2 separate regions of the Mus musculus genome follow, and region 2 is linked to region 1. The links are chromatin contacts, called in public Hi-C maps. All regions are on one chromosome and are shown on one strand. The core of a region is the stretch at or near the end of the contact, and the rest is flanking DNA. Distances in the headings are between cores, read along the strand shown.

Region 1 (7,234 bases), core at 1,750-4,249:
CAAGCATACCAATTTGTCATAGCAAGCATCTCAGTGTGTCAAACATCCAATATCAAACTTTTATACCCTATGTGCATAGAAAGTCTAAGTTTTCACTAGATAAAACAAGTAATCATTGAATATCCACTGTTCCCCAAGTTCCAGCCCTTACTAAAATCTCAAATATGCAACCCATGTCACATGGTGACAGACAATAGTTTATACATGTGGATGTGTGTGTATGTATGTCTAGGTGTGCATACCTAGACATACATATACACACAAACAATAGCTACAAATGGCAATTAACAGTCCCTGCAAAAATTGTTTCATTTGAAGCTATGGCTTCTATGCCTTAGGGTGGTTTTAGATTTTAAAACTGGAAAATATTCCTAAAATCCTACTTAAGAGAAAATTTGAAACATCTTTCAGTTTTCAGCTTCTTAGTGTAAAAATGGCTATATATAACGTATAAAAAGCCAACTGAGTGCAATTTCTCACCAGTTTGGCCAAGCTAGCTGGTGGAAATGATTCCTGACTAGCCAGGGACCTGCAGCAGCTCCAGTGGTTCTCGCCTACCTTACTGTCCATGTTCACGTTTCAAATTGTGTCAACAAAGCCCGCACTTCAGGGGTCAGCTGCTTAGCAGCCTTAGCAGCCTCTGTGATAGCCCTGCGATACAGACCCTTTCTCTTCTTATTAAACCGTAACTGGAAGTTTTCTAGAAAGGGGGAGAGTTGTGAGAGAGCAAGGGAAGATGTGGTTGGAGATGCAAACCATGAGATACGGGCCTCCTGCCGGGCTAAAAGGCCGTTATCTTTCCGGCTTACAGTGATGGTAAGAATACGGGCTGGCCACCAAGGGAAGCCATATATCTTGGCCCAAACAATGTCCCCTACACATATGGTCCTGCCATCTGGTGTGATACATTTAGAGACATTTTTTGAAAAGATTTTCATTTTCAAAGAATTACGGAGGCTATTCTCTTCCTTTGAAGAGAAGGAAGTAGAAGTGGAAGAGGCAGAAGGTGCGTGCATACAGCCGGGAGGAAAAACGAAGCTCTCAGAAGAGCTACACTCAGAGTTGGAGGATTTCAAATCATCCATGCTATCAATGCTACACACTGAGGCACTGGAAGAGTCAGATGTCTCCTGATTTAGGGTCAGGTAAACAGAGATACTGCTTTTGCTGCCCTTTTTGCCCAACATCCGCAGTTCCTCCTGCTCACCAGGCACACGCACTCTGCTTGTGTCCTGAACCTCACCGGCGGACTCTTCCGGGCCTTCTGAGGGACTCGGTTTTTCTGAAGGGGCCTCACCTGCTGAGCGGGTGGAGGTGCATCGAGACTGCGGCTTAGGCGCCAGCTTGCCACTCCGAATTTTCTCCAGTCCCGTCTTCAGAGAAGAGTCATTTTCTTCGTTCCTGTACCTTTGTGGTTTTAACCGCACTCGGGGTGGGAGAGAACCTGAGCTGGGACTCTGATACCGACGTGTGAAGTGGACTTTCGCATGGGCGGTTTTGGAAGTGGAGGTTTCACTTTGCTTCTTCTGTGCCTTTTCTTTGGCAATTTTCAATACTTCCCGAGCTTTTGCGTGATCCATGTTCTTGCTTTGGAGCACTTTCTTGGTATTTAACTGAGCTTTTGATGTATTTGCCTGAGCAGAAACCTTGACTACTCTGCCCCTGCTGTGAGCGATACTGGAAACCCTCACCACAGTGTTCCTTCTCTGGCTTTCGTTTTGGTTTTTCCCATCCACTTTATGGTCAGTTTTCAGTTTTTTGTTCACAGTAGCTACACTGTCATTTCTCCGTTTTTTATCTTCATACCTAGAAGAGTCACTGCTACCTTTCCTAATTTCCTTCTTTTCAGCAACAACACTGTTTTTACACTTATCACACAGGACTTGCCTGGGCCGTAGCTTAATCGCATTCATTATTGAAGTGGGTTCTTCCCTGTACATTTTTCGTTTGGGTCGCTTAATTTTCCGAGGCGGCGGCTGAGGTATTGATTGGTTATATGTGTCCCTGATAAACAAGGGGGGAGGGTAAGGTGCTCCTTCATGGAAGAGAGGAGGTGGCTTGGAAGCCCACAGGCGCTCAGGAGGAGGGACTGGAGAGAGGTCATCGGGAACAGCACCGTTCACTTCCTGCTTGACTTCTATCCCTTCTTGGAATGTGGTACTTTGGAGCTGCATGGCGTCCGGTTTGTCCTTATATTCCCTTTTGGGAAATACTGTCACAGGGATCCCATGGGGCCCAAACCTTTGAAGGAAATGGAAGAACAAAAGAAAGCTAGTGAGTTGATATCTGTAACTCAACTTCTTAAACGTAAACAACTTCATACGCATCTATACACGAATCTAAAATAAACTACTGCTGTCTCCAAAGTAACAAAATTCTCCACTTCTTTTGATTCTACATTTAGAGAGAAACTAGAAATAACCGAAATAAATGGTTACTCTAGGCAATACCAGAGTGGCTTTATTTAAAATGGATCTGTTATCAGACAGATTAATATGAGATGCCATGTGGTATTAAACTCACTGAACCATGCACATTTTCCAGTAAATGCACCCATATATTAGACGTCATCATTTTCCTCTGGTCATACATAATACCTCTCAAAAGCTTAATACCAGCCAGGGTGGTAGCACCTGTTGGTAATCTCTGCACTCAAGGCTAAGGCAGGAACACCTGAAGTTCCAGGTCAGTTTAAACAGCACAGAATCAGATGCTCAAAGTATTTCCAATGCTGACAAGGCAGAGCTGCGTGGTTTCAAAGTTTGTTTTGTATTACTTTGTATATACTGGTGTTTTGGCTCTATGAATATCATCTATATATACCATGAGTACAGTGCCTTCAGAAGCCAGAAAAGAATCCCCCACACTGGAGTTACAGATTATTATTATTATTGTGATCTGCTGTGTTGGTACTGGTGACTGAACCCAGGTCCAGAAGAGCAGTTTGTGCTCCTAACTGATGACTCATCCCTTCAGTGTCCCTGAGTTTCACTTTTTAAAACCACAAACTACATTCAGAAATTATTTCAGTTGGGCAGACTGGCGAGAATCTGCAGTGGCAGTACCCAGGAGGGTGTGACAAAGGATTGAGTTTAAAGCCAACTTGTACAACACAGCCAAGGTCTCTTGTCTCAAAGAGAGAAAGCAAAGGAAAGAATAAAAGACAAGCAGTATTTTCAAGTGTAATCCAATTTCAAACCAGTTGTATAGCCAGTATGCATGTATAAATAGATCCCAGTATGCATGTATAAATAGATCCCAGTATGCATGTATAAATAGATCCCAGCTTCAGTAGGAAGGAGAATGAGCAGAAAATAAGAACTGTTTCTCAGACAAACCTGGAAATGTAACTGGATCAATGTAACTTGGTTGAAATAAAGAAACTTTCAGTTAAATTTGCTGTTTTTATTGCATTTTCATAAAAACAAAACCATATTCCAAGTATCTCAGTGTATGTCAGGATGCAAATTTTAAAAAACACTGAGACAACAACATCTAGCACAAGACAATGTTAATGCCAGTTTTATAAGGCAAAGTTACAGAGAACCAATGATAGCAGCAGACTATCAGGTCATGAGGAACCCTGTAAATTAGAAGAAAATGTTTTCTATATGTCAGTTTTTGAAAATAACAAGTGTTTGGGTTTTTTGCTCATTTGTTTCTGTGTTTTATGTTCTTGTCCTCTTAAATGTTCTCCAGAAGGTTCAGAATAACTTTTTAAAAATAAATCTTTAGCCAGTTGTGGTGGCTCATGCCTTTAATCTTAGTAATCAGGAGGCAGAGACAGGAGGATCTTTGTGAGTTCAAGGCTAGCCTGATCTATGTATCAAGTTCTAGGACAGCCAAGACTATTGAGAAAGATTCTATATCAAAAACAAAAAAACACCAGGCGTGGTGGTGCACGCCTTTGATCTCAGAACTTGGGAGGCAGAGGCAGGCGGATTTCTGAGTTCGAGGCCAGCCTGGACTACAAAGTGAGTTCCAGGACAGCCAGGGCTATACAGAGAAACCCTGTCTCAAAAAAAAAAAAAAAAACCAAAACAAAACAAACAAAGAAACAAACAAAAAAAAACAACCAAACAAAAAGGATAGGATCCTCTCATTATCCTCGCTAAAAATTAATAAATCTTTAGGCTGGAGAATTTAAGGCATAATAATCTGAATGATTTTGCTTACTTTTTGAAATTATGTTCACTACGTATTCTAAGCTAGCTTAGAAACTGCTATGTAGTATAGTACCAGGCTGGCCTCAAACTCAAATCCTCCTGCCTCTGCCTCACAAATCCTGGGATGACAGGCATGCCCCACCACGCCCAGTGATCTACAGTGAAGTTCTCAGAGCTCTTACCAAGTGTAAATTTTAGTTTTGCTGTATAAAATAAAAGGTTAGCTCCTAGCTCATGGATTCAGGTAATCCTCAACACAATCATCAACAAATATTAGGCACACATTTTCCTTCATTGAAATAGTTTTAACTTTACTTACATCTAGATTGAATTTTTAAAATGTTTATGTTTGTTTTCACTGGAGGGTGGAGGCAATGCACATCGCATGTTGGTGTCTGGGTAGGACGGGTGTCAGATACCCTGGAGCTGGAGCAGTGGAAGTTTTAAGCAACCTAACGTGGGCTTTAAGGAACCAAACTCGGGTCCTCTGGAACAGCAATAAGTACTTTTTTTTTTTTTTCGAGACAGGGTTTCTCTGTGTAGCCCTGGCTGTCCTGGAACTCACTTTCTAGACCAGGCTGGCCTCAAACTCAGAAATCCACCTGCCTCTGCCTTCCGAGTGCTGGGATTAAAGGCGTGAACCACCACGCCCGGCTAGCAGTAAGTACTCTTAAATCACTAAAACATCTCCCTGACCCCAAAAATATTTAAATAATTACAAAATCACCCCCAAGGAACCAGAAAAATAAATCACTTTAACAAAAGCAGGATCACACATTCTCACGCATTTCAATCATCATGTTGCCGCCTAACATGGACAGTGAGACACTAGCTATGAAACTAGTTTCAACGGTTACACTATGATTAAATCAAAACCCATGTATAAAAGCCAGTCAGAGTAATACTCATAACTGCAGTCTGTTTCCTGTACGTATAGATTACCAGATATGAGTATTTCTTCTTGGGAGGGGAAGCAGGATGATTAGGAATTCAAGGTCAGTCTCAAGATACCGGAGACCCACTTCCCTGCACATATAACATATAATATAAACATATTTTTAACTAAACCTAAGTTTGAAAGCCATTAACCTAAGATACCAAAAGGTTAGCTAGCAAGCAGCACTAAGCTAGGCAGTGGCATACACTTTTAGTCCCAGCAGGATCAAGGCTGAGGCCGGCCTGGAACACACAGTGAGATCCTGTGTTGATAAGCAAAGGATCGGTCGGGTATCTGAACTTTCCGTAAGCACGGTTGCTTAGGTTTTTCTAAAGCAGACATTTATCCTACATCAATGCCCAACAAGGAGCAACCTCAGCAGAGGGAAAGGAGCAAGGGTGCAAATGAAAGGTGGAATGGAATCTCTTGCATGAGCTTCTTCTCCATGTGTGGCACAGCACTTAGACATTGGTGACCAATTCTAACCCATCCCATCTTTAGTCCCTAATTACCACAGAAAGATTCTGAGGAGCACAGCTGAGTGGCTGAGTGTGTGCTAGGCCCAAGGGATTCAGTATTCTCTTCTACTCAAACAAACAAAAATTTCTGCCAGACATGATGGTATATGGTGGGCTGAGATAGAAGAATCTAGATTCCAAGACCTCTTAGGCTATATTGCAAGTTTCTATCCACTCTACCACTACCACCACCACCACACACAAACCTACACACACACACACACACACACTCACACACACACGTTATGGCTTGCTGCTTGCCTGGGCATGCCTAGCATAGATCCCCAGCACCACACAAAATAATTAATAAAAATAAAAATAATTTGTAAGGGAAAAGTAGATAAAGATCCAAGATATCTCTGTACTGACTTTGCACTTCCTGTGGCTACAATTATTTTCAAATTGTTTTCAAAACTGACTCTTTTGAACAAGTAGCAGGTACCAAAGTTAAAGGAGGAAATGAAGATTGGTGTTTAACACCTTTTTTGGTCAGGACTAGAGACATCAGTGAAGAAGCACAGTCTAGGAGTTTGGGATGTAGCTCAGTTGTTAAAGGGCTTCTGTGGCATGATCAAAGCCCTGGGGTCAAGTCCCAGCAATGCAAATGCTGGGCATGGCGAAATGTACCTGGCTTACATTAGTAAGCCTAGCATCCTTGGCAAGTGAAGGCAGGAGGGTCCAAAGTTCATAACAAACAAATACCTATCACTTCTGGGAGTAATGACGGTGTCAAAGCTCTATGAGCTGTGAATGGCAGCGCAGCAATTACCCCAGACTAGGTCAAGCAGAAGCAGGAAGATCTGTGGTCTGAGTGGGCTACATAGTAAGACCCTGTTCCAAAATCCAAAAACAGGAAATGGTTTATTTCATTCTAAGTTTTGGATCCCATTTAAGATTACTCATGACTCTGCTCACACTTTCTAGTACTGCTAATCAATCCTTTACTTACAGTCTTATTCCTCCCTGGAATAAGCTCAGAAACACCAAAATTACTTTTCCGGAAAATACTTGAAACCTAACTGGAATGTTTACCAACAACTATCTATTTTAAGACAGGTATATTTCTGGATTTACTTTTGTAATTTTGAGTTAAGGCTGAGTATTGTGCCCCAGATTTACCTGGAACTCACCATGTAGCACAAGCTGGCTTTTAACACATGGGACTTCTCAGTGTTGAATTACAGGCATATGTCACAACTGGTTCCTCTTGTATTTCTAATGCTTACCTCTGATTCCAAGAGTTCAGTTTATTCCTTTTAATGATGGCAGTGTTGATTTGTATGAACTTACCAGCACCCTCAATCAACTCATTTCTGACCTCAACTTAATTATTTTCCCTCTGCTTAGAGCACTTCAGCAGAGTACAACGAATTCTCCTTTGCTCCCCTCCAATTCTTTTTGCCAAGAAGTAAATGTAGGAAGGGATTCTTTTAAAAGTTATTCACAAAAATACAAAAATGCAAAGGTATTATAATCTATAGGCAAGCAAAGGAGTTGGAAGAAGCTAATCGCAGAGAAAAGTTAAAGAGAGTTGAAAAAGTCCAAGTACTCTGGATGTAGCAAACTACCCTTTCAGCAAAGAGCTCAATGGAAGGCAAAAATGAAGTCCCTCC
Region 2 (7,234 bases), core at 2,338-4,837, 44 kb before region 1:
CTGGGAAAATTTCTAGATCTCTGTACAGGAAGTCAAGCAGACAAGAGTCTTGTGGATCTTTTGATGGACTAAAGGGCATCACTTCCAGGTGGTGATGGAAAGACAGGAGACCATGTGATAGAGTGAGAAACTTTAGCGGCAGTAAGGGAATATCTGCAGAAAGAGTTCAAGCATGACACAGAGCAGCTGTCACCAGTGTCACACAGAGGACACAGTGCACAGAGGTCTGGAGAAGGGAAAAGAGTCTCTGCACAGTTAGGAATAGCAAGTGACTAAGGGGGACAGTGACCCCAGCAGAAATAGAGGCAGAATCTCACAAGTCTGGGGGGGGGGGGTCACAGTAAGGAGTTTCAGGTTTTATTGCAGCCATAGTAGGATAGAAAGTTATGTAAAATGGTTACTTATGGAAGCCAGAAGACAACTCAGGGGAGTTGATTCTCTTCTACATTGTGAGTCCTGAGGCTTGAACTCAGGTAGTCAGCCTTGGCAACAAGGGCCTTTACCTACTGAGCCATCTCACTGGCCCTTGTTTTGTTTGTTTGAGACAGGGTCTATGTATCTGCTTCTGTTTATTTCCTCTACACAGTCTTTTTTTTTTCGAGGCAGGGTTTCTCTGTATAGCCCTGGCTGTCCTGGAACTCACTTTGTAGACCAGGCTGGCCTCGAACTCAGAAATCCGACTGCTTTTGCCTCCCGAGTGCTGGGATTAAAGGTGTGCGCCACCACACCCGGCTTCCTCCACAGTCTTAAAACCCTTCCAACTGAATGTCCCTCCTTTCTTCTCCCTGCATCTTTCTATCTGCCCTCCTGACTTCCTCTCATGCTCTATGGTTCTTTTTTCTATGTTCACTTCCTGTCAACTGGTTGCTTGTTCCACCTCTTGGCCTAAGGTTGACTCCATTTAATCCTGTTTACAGTAAATAGAAAGCTCTTGCATGAAAGGTGTGTCCTAGCGCTGAGACACACCATAACTAGAAACAGGTTTCTAACTACACAATCTCACAGTGTGATCAGTACACACGCACTTGTGTGTGTGTGTGTGTGTGTGTGTGTGTGTGTGTGTGTGTGAGAGAGAGAGAGAGAGAGAGAGAGAGAGAGAGATCCACTTCCTTGTCCTCTTTTCCCCTCCCTCCTACTCCCCCTCCCCCACACCCTCTCTTTTCAGTGATAGAGATTAAACAAAGGACCTTAGATGTGATAGGCAAGTTTGTTTGTTTGTTTGTTTGTTTGTTTTTTAAACTTTTTGTTTTGTGCATGTATGGTCTTACTAAGATGCCCAGGTTAGTTGTGGACTCTCTCAATAGCCCAGGCAGACTCATCTGTAACTTTCAACCTTCCAATCTCACCTTCAAGGAAATAGCTGGGATTACAGCAGGCCCGTGGGGGGTGGGGGATGTTGGTAGCTAATATATAAATACATTTTTGCTAGCATTTCAGATGGCTATTCACTTTCTAGACGTAGCTGACCTAGAACTCACTACGCCCAGACTACCTACCCAGTCTGGCCACAAAGTTCTGTGATCTTACTGCCTCCACCTCCCAAGCACTGAGATTATACCCATTATACCTGTTCTGGTGGATTTTAAAGTTACACTGTTTAAGAGATTTGAAAATGGGGCAGTGGTGGCACACGCCTTTAATCCCAGCACTTGGGAAGCAGAGGCACGCAGATTTCTGAGTTCGAGGTCAGCCTGGCCTGCAGAGTGAGTTCCAGGACAGCCAGGGCTATACAGAGAAACCCTGTTTGACAAAAAAAAACAAAACAAACAAACAAACAAACAATAAAGGATGTGGTATACGTGGTATACTTTTTCAATGCTTTTATCACGGTAAATATTTACTCAAAATTTTAAGAAAAACTCCTGCTATTAGTTCATCTTTTCAAGTGAACCAAATTACATAAACAACTATGGAAAATAACACCAGAATCGTATACTTTTCATTTCTTTTGTTGAGTATTAGTATTTATCAGGAAAGGGAGAGATAGAGAGAGGTGGATAAAGGTGTGTGAATGACATATAGGTGTGGATGAGAAGACAACATTCAGGGGCTAGTTCTCTCCTTCTACCACATGTTCCTGGAGATCAGACTCTGGTCAGCAAGCTTGCTGGCAAGTGCCTTATTGTCACACTAAGTCATCTCTCATCTCCCTAGCCCCTCACAATCTCACAACCTTATTTGTCAGAAAATTACGAGTCAGAAATATGGCTCATGCTTCACTGGGTATGAGTATGTCTTGTTTTGTTTTGTTTTTCGAGACAGGGTTTCTCTGTTTAGCCCTGGCTGTCCTGGAACTCACTTTGTAGACCAGTCTGGCCTCGAACTCAGAAATCCCCCTGCCTCTGCCTCCCAAGTGCTGGGATTAAAGGCGTGCGCCACCACAGCCCAGCGGTATGGGTATGTCTTATGTTTCATTTCAGTGTTAAATCTTTTTTTTTTTTAATAATTCTGTATAGCTCCGGCTGTCCTCGAACTCACTCTTTAGACAAGGCTGGCCTCAACTCAGAAATCTGCCTGCCTCTGCCTCCCATGTGCTGGGATTAAAGGCAAGTGACACCACTGCCTAGCTTCTGTGTTAATTCTTAAAGTATCTACATTTAAAAACAAATAAATCAAAGGAACAGTATTTCTGTCTATGAAATTTTGTATAACTCTATGGAATTTTTTTAACTTTACTGTTATCTAATTAACTCTTCTGGTGTGCATGAGTGTTTGTTTACATGTATGCCTGTTTACCATGTGTGTGCCTGGTGGCCATGAAGTTCAGAAGAGGATCTTAAATGCCCTGGAACTGGAGTTAAAGTTGTGGTAAGCTGCTATGTGAGTACTGGGGATTGAACCCTGGTCCTCTGAAAGTGCAGTCATTGCTCTCAATTGCTAAGTCATGCTTCCTAGCCCCTTGTGGGAATTCATGACTGAGCCTAGGAGAGACTTAACCAGTCTTGATGAAAGGCTACTTTCCTTTCCGATGTCTTTTTAATTTTCTCCATCTTTGCTATCCTGTCACAAGAAGAATGGCATTGTTTCAATTTTTTGCAAATCTCTGATTTAATACAGGACAGGTGAAGGCCTGGAGGTCTAGCTCACAAATAGACGGACTTGCCTAACAGCTAGAATAATTCACCCCTTTTTGTATTCCTTCTGTTGCACTATATCAGAAGACAACCTCTGGAAAGCGCTGTACAGTCATGAGAAAATGAGTGGAAAAAGTGTGTAATATTTACTGTTTTGAAAACTGTTACTCTCCTAACAGAGCTCTTGAAAGGCACTTTGGAAACTACTGGAAAGAAATGTTTATTTAGGGACGAAGGATGTTTTCGGGTTCTTATGCACATTCCTAACATGAGGGACGCCAGAATAAAGACGTTTTTAAAGCCACAAGTAGTCGCGTTTGAAAAATTACTTTGTGCTAATTGGCAGGATTTGACATAACTCAAGATGACAGCTGAGGCTCATAGTACTGAGCCGTACAGTGACGTCACACAGCTACTTCCGCTCACTCTCTTCGAGTTGGCCACTACATTTCCCAGAATGCTTTGCCAGCAATGGCGCCATTGGCCAGCGCGGCCGGAAGTGCACCTGACTCAGGAGGAAGTAGAAGGACTCGGAGGCAGGAGCGGTGGAGAGAGGAGCTGGGAGGTTGTGAAGCCCATCGTGGGTCTCGCGGCGTTCGGTGAGGACTGTGGCCTGGGACAGGCGCGGGGTCGCGCGGGGAGGGGCTTTTCTAACCTTGACTCATAGCCGGGAGGGACGCGACACTCGAGTAAAAGCGAAGCCTGCGAGTCCTGACCCTCCCTTTTAACTTTTCCTTTTAACAGGCTAGGACGAATTCGGACTTTAACGCGACACTGGGTCATTGGCGTGGTTTTGCTGCGACCAGAGGGGTGGCAGGCACCGCAGAGGTTCTGACTCAGCTTCTAGAGCAGCAGTGGTTAATAGGATGAACGTAAAATCATCAGAGTCACTTTAAAAAAACAGAGATGCTCTGACCTGACTGCAGACCAATATTGTCAGGATCTGGGCAGCAGGGTTGCGCAGCGAGAGTTGAGAACCGGCTCTTCCAAGGCTGAGTTCTGAGTCCCTGGAGGATGCCTGTGAAAACATCTGCGCAAAGGCTCCCCTTCCAGAATTAGCTACCTAAGCTATACCGCTTGCATTTGCTTACGATGATAAGCACGATTTGGGCACAGATGCCATCTTGGGCTCCATAAGAAACTTATTCTTCGGCTCCCGGTGGCGATAGTGTCCCATTCGGACTTCATTGTTTCCTGTTGACAACTTGGTCATTTATTCTGAACAAAGATTAGAACTCTTTCTTTCTTTCTTTCTTTCTTTCTTTCTTTTTTTTTCCCCTGCAGCTGTTTTGGATTCTGTCTAATTTGTGCCATCCAGCAAGCTGCCGGACGTGGAAAAGTCACATTAAAATCAGTCTTTTCATTTAGGGTATGGATCGAGGGTGTGGTTCAGTTGTTTAAATGGCTTACATGTACCACAAAGTCTGAGATTCGGTCTCCAACACCAGTGGGAAGTGGGGATGTTAGTCTTGGTATAAGTCTGATACCATATTTGATCAGCAAGACTATCAGTTAAAATGATAATTGGCATTGAGTGTGAGTTTATTATACTCTAGTTTGGGGCTGGGGAGGGGCCTAATACAGGGTCTCATAGCCCAGGCTAGCCTCACATTTGCTGTGTAACCAAGGATGGCCTTGAACTTCTGATCTTTCTAACTACATCTCCCCAATGATGAGACTGCAGGAATGGGCCACCACAATTGGTGATATCCTGTTTTTAAAATGACTTCCTTGGACAGGCATGATCCATACTCCTTTAATCCAGCAATGGGGAGACAGAGGAGGGTGGATCTCTGAGATCAAGGCCAGCCTGATGAACAAAACAAGTTCCAGAACAGCCAGGGTCACACAGAGAAACCCTGTCTCAAAAAACAAAAACAAACAAACAAAAAAAAACAAGCCGGGCATGGTGGTGCACTCCTTTAATCTCAGCACTCAGGAGGCAGAGGCAGGCAGATTTCTGAGTTCGAGGCCAGCCTGGTCTACAAAGTGAGTTCCAGGATAGCCAGGGCTACACAGAGAAACCCTGTCTAGAAAACAAAACAAAACAAAAAAACCAATAATACTTATAAAACAAATAAATAAAAATAATGACTCCCCAGTCAAAGAAAGTCAAGCTGTGTTTGGCGGGGTTATATGTAGAAGTTTGTTTAGGTGTGAAAGACAGAAGGGTTTTTTTTTTCCATATTTTTTTTATTGGGTATTTATTTCATTTATTTCCAATGCTATCCCAAAAGTCCTCCACACGCTCCCCCACCCACTCCCCTACCCACCCACTCCCACTTCTTAGCCCTGGCGTTCCCCTGTACTGAGGCATATAAAGTTTGCACGACCAATGGGGCTCTCTTTCCACTGATGGCCGCCTAGGCCATCTTCTGATTCATATGCAGCTGGAGACAAGAGCTCCAGGGTACTGGTTAGTTCATATTGTTGTACCACCTATAGGATTGCAGATCCCTTCAGCTCCTTGAGTACTTTCTCTAGCTCCTCCATTGGGGGCCCTGTGATCCATCCAATAGCTGACTGTGAGCATCCACTTCTGTGTTTGCCAGGCCCTGGCATAGTCTCACAAGAGAGCCATATCTGGGTCCTTTCAGCAAAATCTTGCTAGTGTATGCAATGGTGTCAGCGTTTGGAAGCTGATTATGAGATGGATCCCCGGATATGGCAGTTTCTAGATGGTCCATCTTTTCGTCTCAGTTCCAAACTTTGTCTCTGTAACTCCTTCCATGGGTGTTTTGTTCCCAATTCTAAGAAGGGGCAAAGTGTCCACACTTTGGTCTTCGTTCTTCTTGAGTTTCATGCGTTTAGCAAATTGTATCTTATATCTTGGGTATTCTAAATTTCGGGGCTAATATCCGACAGAAGGGATTTAAGACTGTATACAGCCGGGCACTAGTGGCTCACACCTTTAATCCCAGCACTTGGGAGGCAGAGGCCAGCCTGGTCTACAGAGTGAGTTCCAGGACAGGTAGGGCTACACAGAGAAACCCTGTTTTGAAAAAAACAAAAAACAAAAAAGACTGCATATATACGAAGATAACTAAAAAACATTATTTTTCTTTTTTTCCAGACATTTAGCCGTACCTCCCTCCCTGAACTCAGCATGGAGGAAAAGTCAGAAGACTGTAAGGTCCCAGAAGATCTGTTCAATGGTCTGAAAGTCGCAGATCCTCAAGAAGGAGAGTCTGCCAGCCCCATGGTTTCTGATCCCAAGGGTCAGCACTGCCAGAGCAAGCTGCCGAAGGCTGCTGAAGCCCATCCACAGGACGACCATGTTGAAGAGGAATGTTTTCATGACTGTAGTGCCTCGTTTGAGGAGGAACAGCCAGGGGCGCACGTGGCAGGGAGCAAAGCCAGCGATGATTCTAGTTCTGAACTGGATGAAGAATACCTAATTGAACTGGAAAAAAACATGCCAGAAGAAGAGAAACAGGTAAATGGTTGTGGATAATGTGCCTGCTAAGTCACCTGTGATGGTGGTGGTGCTGTTTGGGGGGGATATGGTCTCTCGGCGTCCTCTTGACTGGACTGAAACAATACATAGAATGACCCTGTAGCAGTCCTCTTGCCTCTGCCTCCCAAATGCTAGGGTTACAGGCCTCAGCCACCATGCCTACCTAGCTTAAAACCCATCTAAATTTTAATTCATTGCTTTGTATATATTTTAGGTCAGGATATATGATTGTTTGTATATGCTTGGCCCAGGGAGTGGCACTGTTGGGAGGTGTGGCCTTATTGAAGCGGTGCAGCCTTGTGTATGTGGGCTGTAATATCCTTGTCTTAACTACCTGGGAGCCGGTCTTTCACTAGCAGCCTTCAGATGAAGATGTAGAACTCTCAGCTCTGCCTGCACTGTGCCTGCCTGGATGCTGCCATTCTCCCACCTTAATGATAATGGACTGAACCTCTGAACCTGTAAGCCAGCCTCAATTAAATGTCCTTTATAAGACTTGGTCATGGTGTCTGTTCACAGCAGTAACACCCTATCTAAGACAGGGTATGACCACGTAGCCCAAGCTAGCTCCCAGTCTTCCTACCTTCACTTCCCTAGTGCTGTGATATGGGCACACAAAACCAAAACCTGATCATTCAGTTTAACAAAGCAATTGCTGGCTTTTTCCTGTGTATTTAGAATTCTGTCTTCTACCTTAAGGATC

What was found. Hi-C and Micro-C count contacts between places; a contact is called where the count stands out from the background.
Region 2: a Hi-C map of female germline stem cells shows a contact between it and region 1, with 3 times the contacts expected there. The contact joins the promoter of Ttc1 here to the enhancer-like site in region 1. A contact is called at or near these places in 1 of 39 promoter capture datasets (macrophages), 16 of 484 Hi-C or Micro-C datasets (CD8 T cells, Th2 cells, cortical neurons and 12 more), 4 of 115 datasets of contacts at active chromatin or transcription factors (CD8 T cells, the SCID.adh cell line and embryonic stem cells) and 4 of 9 other capture datasets (adipose tissue, embryonic stem cells, liver and 1 more).

The regions. Positions count from the first base shown.
Region 1 is chr11:43,699,541-43,706,774 of GRCm38.p6, reverse strand. Pwwp2a (PWWP domain containing 2A) reads right to left here. Exons shown (of 2, transcript NM_027557.1): 2 at 1-2,241. The coding sequence ends at 573. Among named protein-coding and RNA genes, the nearest start is that of Gm34963, 21 kb to the right of the region's middle. Within about 2 kb of position 2,999, at least 31 of the 459 cell types and tissues checked have an H3K27ac peak or open chromatin away from gene starts, as enhancers often do. A contact at or near this core is called in the SCID.adh cell line, Th2 cells and female germline stem cells, where this site is marked.
Region 2 is chr11:43,744,361-43,751,594 of GRCm38.p6, reverse strand. It overlaps Ttc1 (tetratricopeptide repeat domain 1), which reads left to right and starts at 3,587. Exons shown (of 8, transcript NM_133795.2): 1 at 3,587-3,673; 2 at 6,148-6,510. The coding sequence starts at 6,181.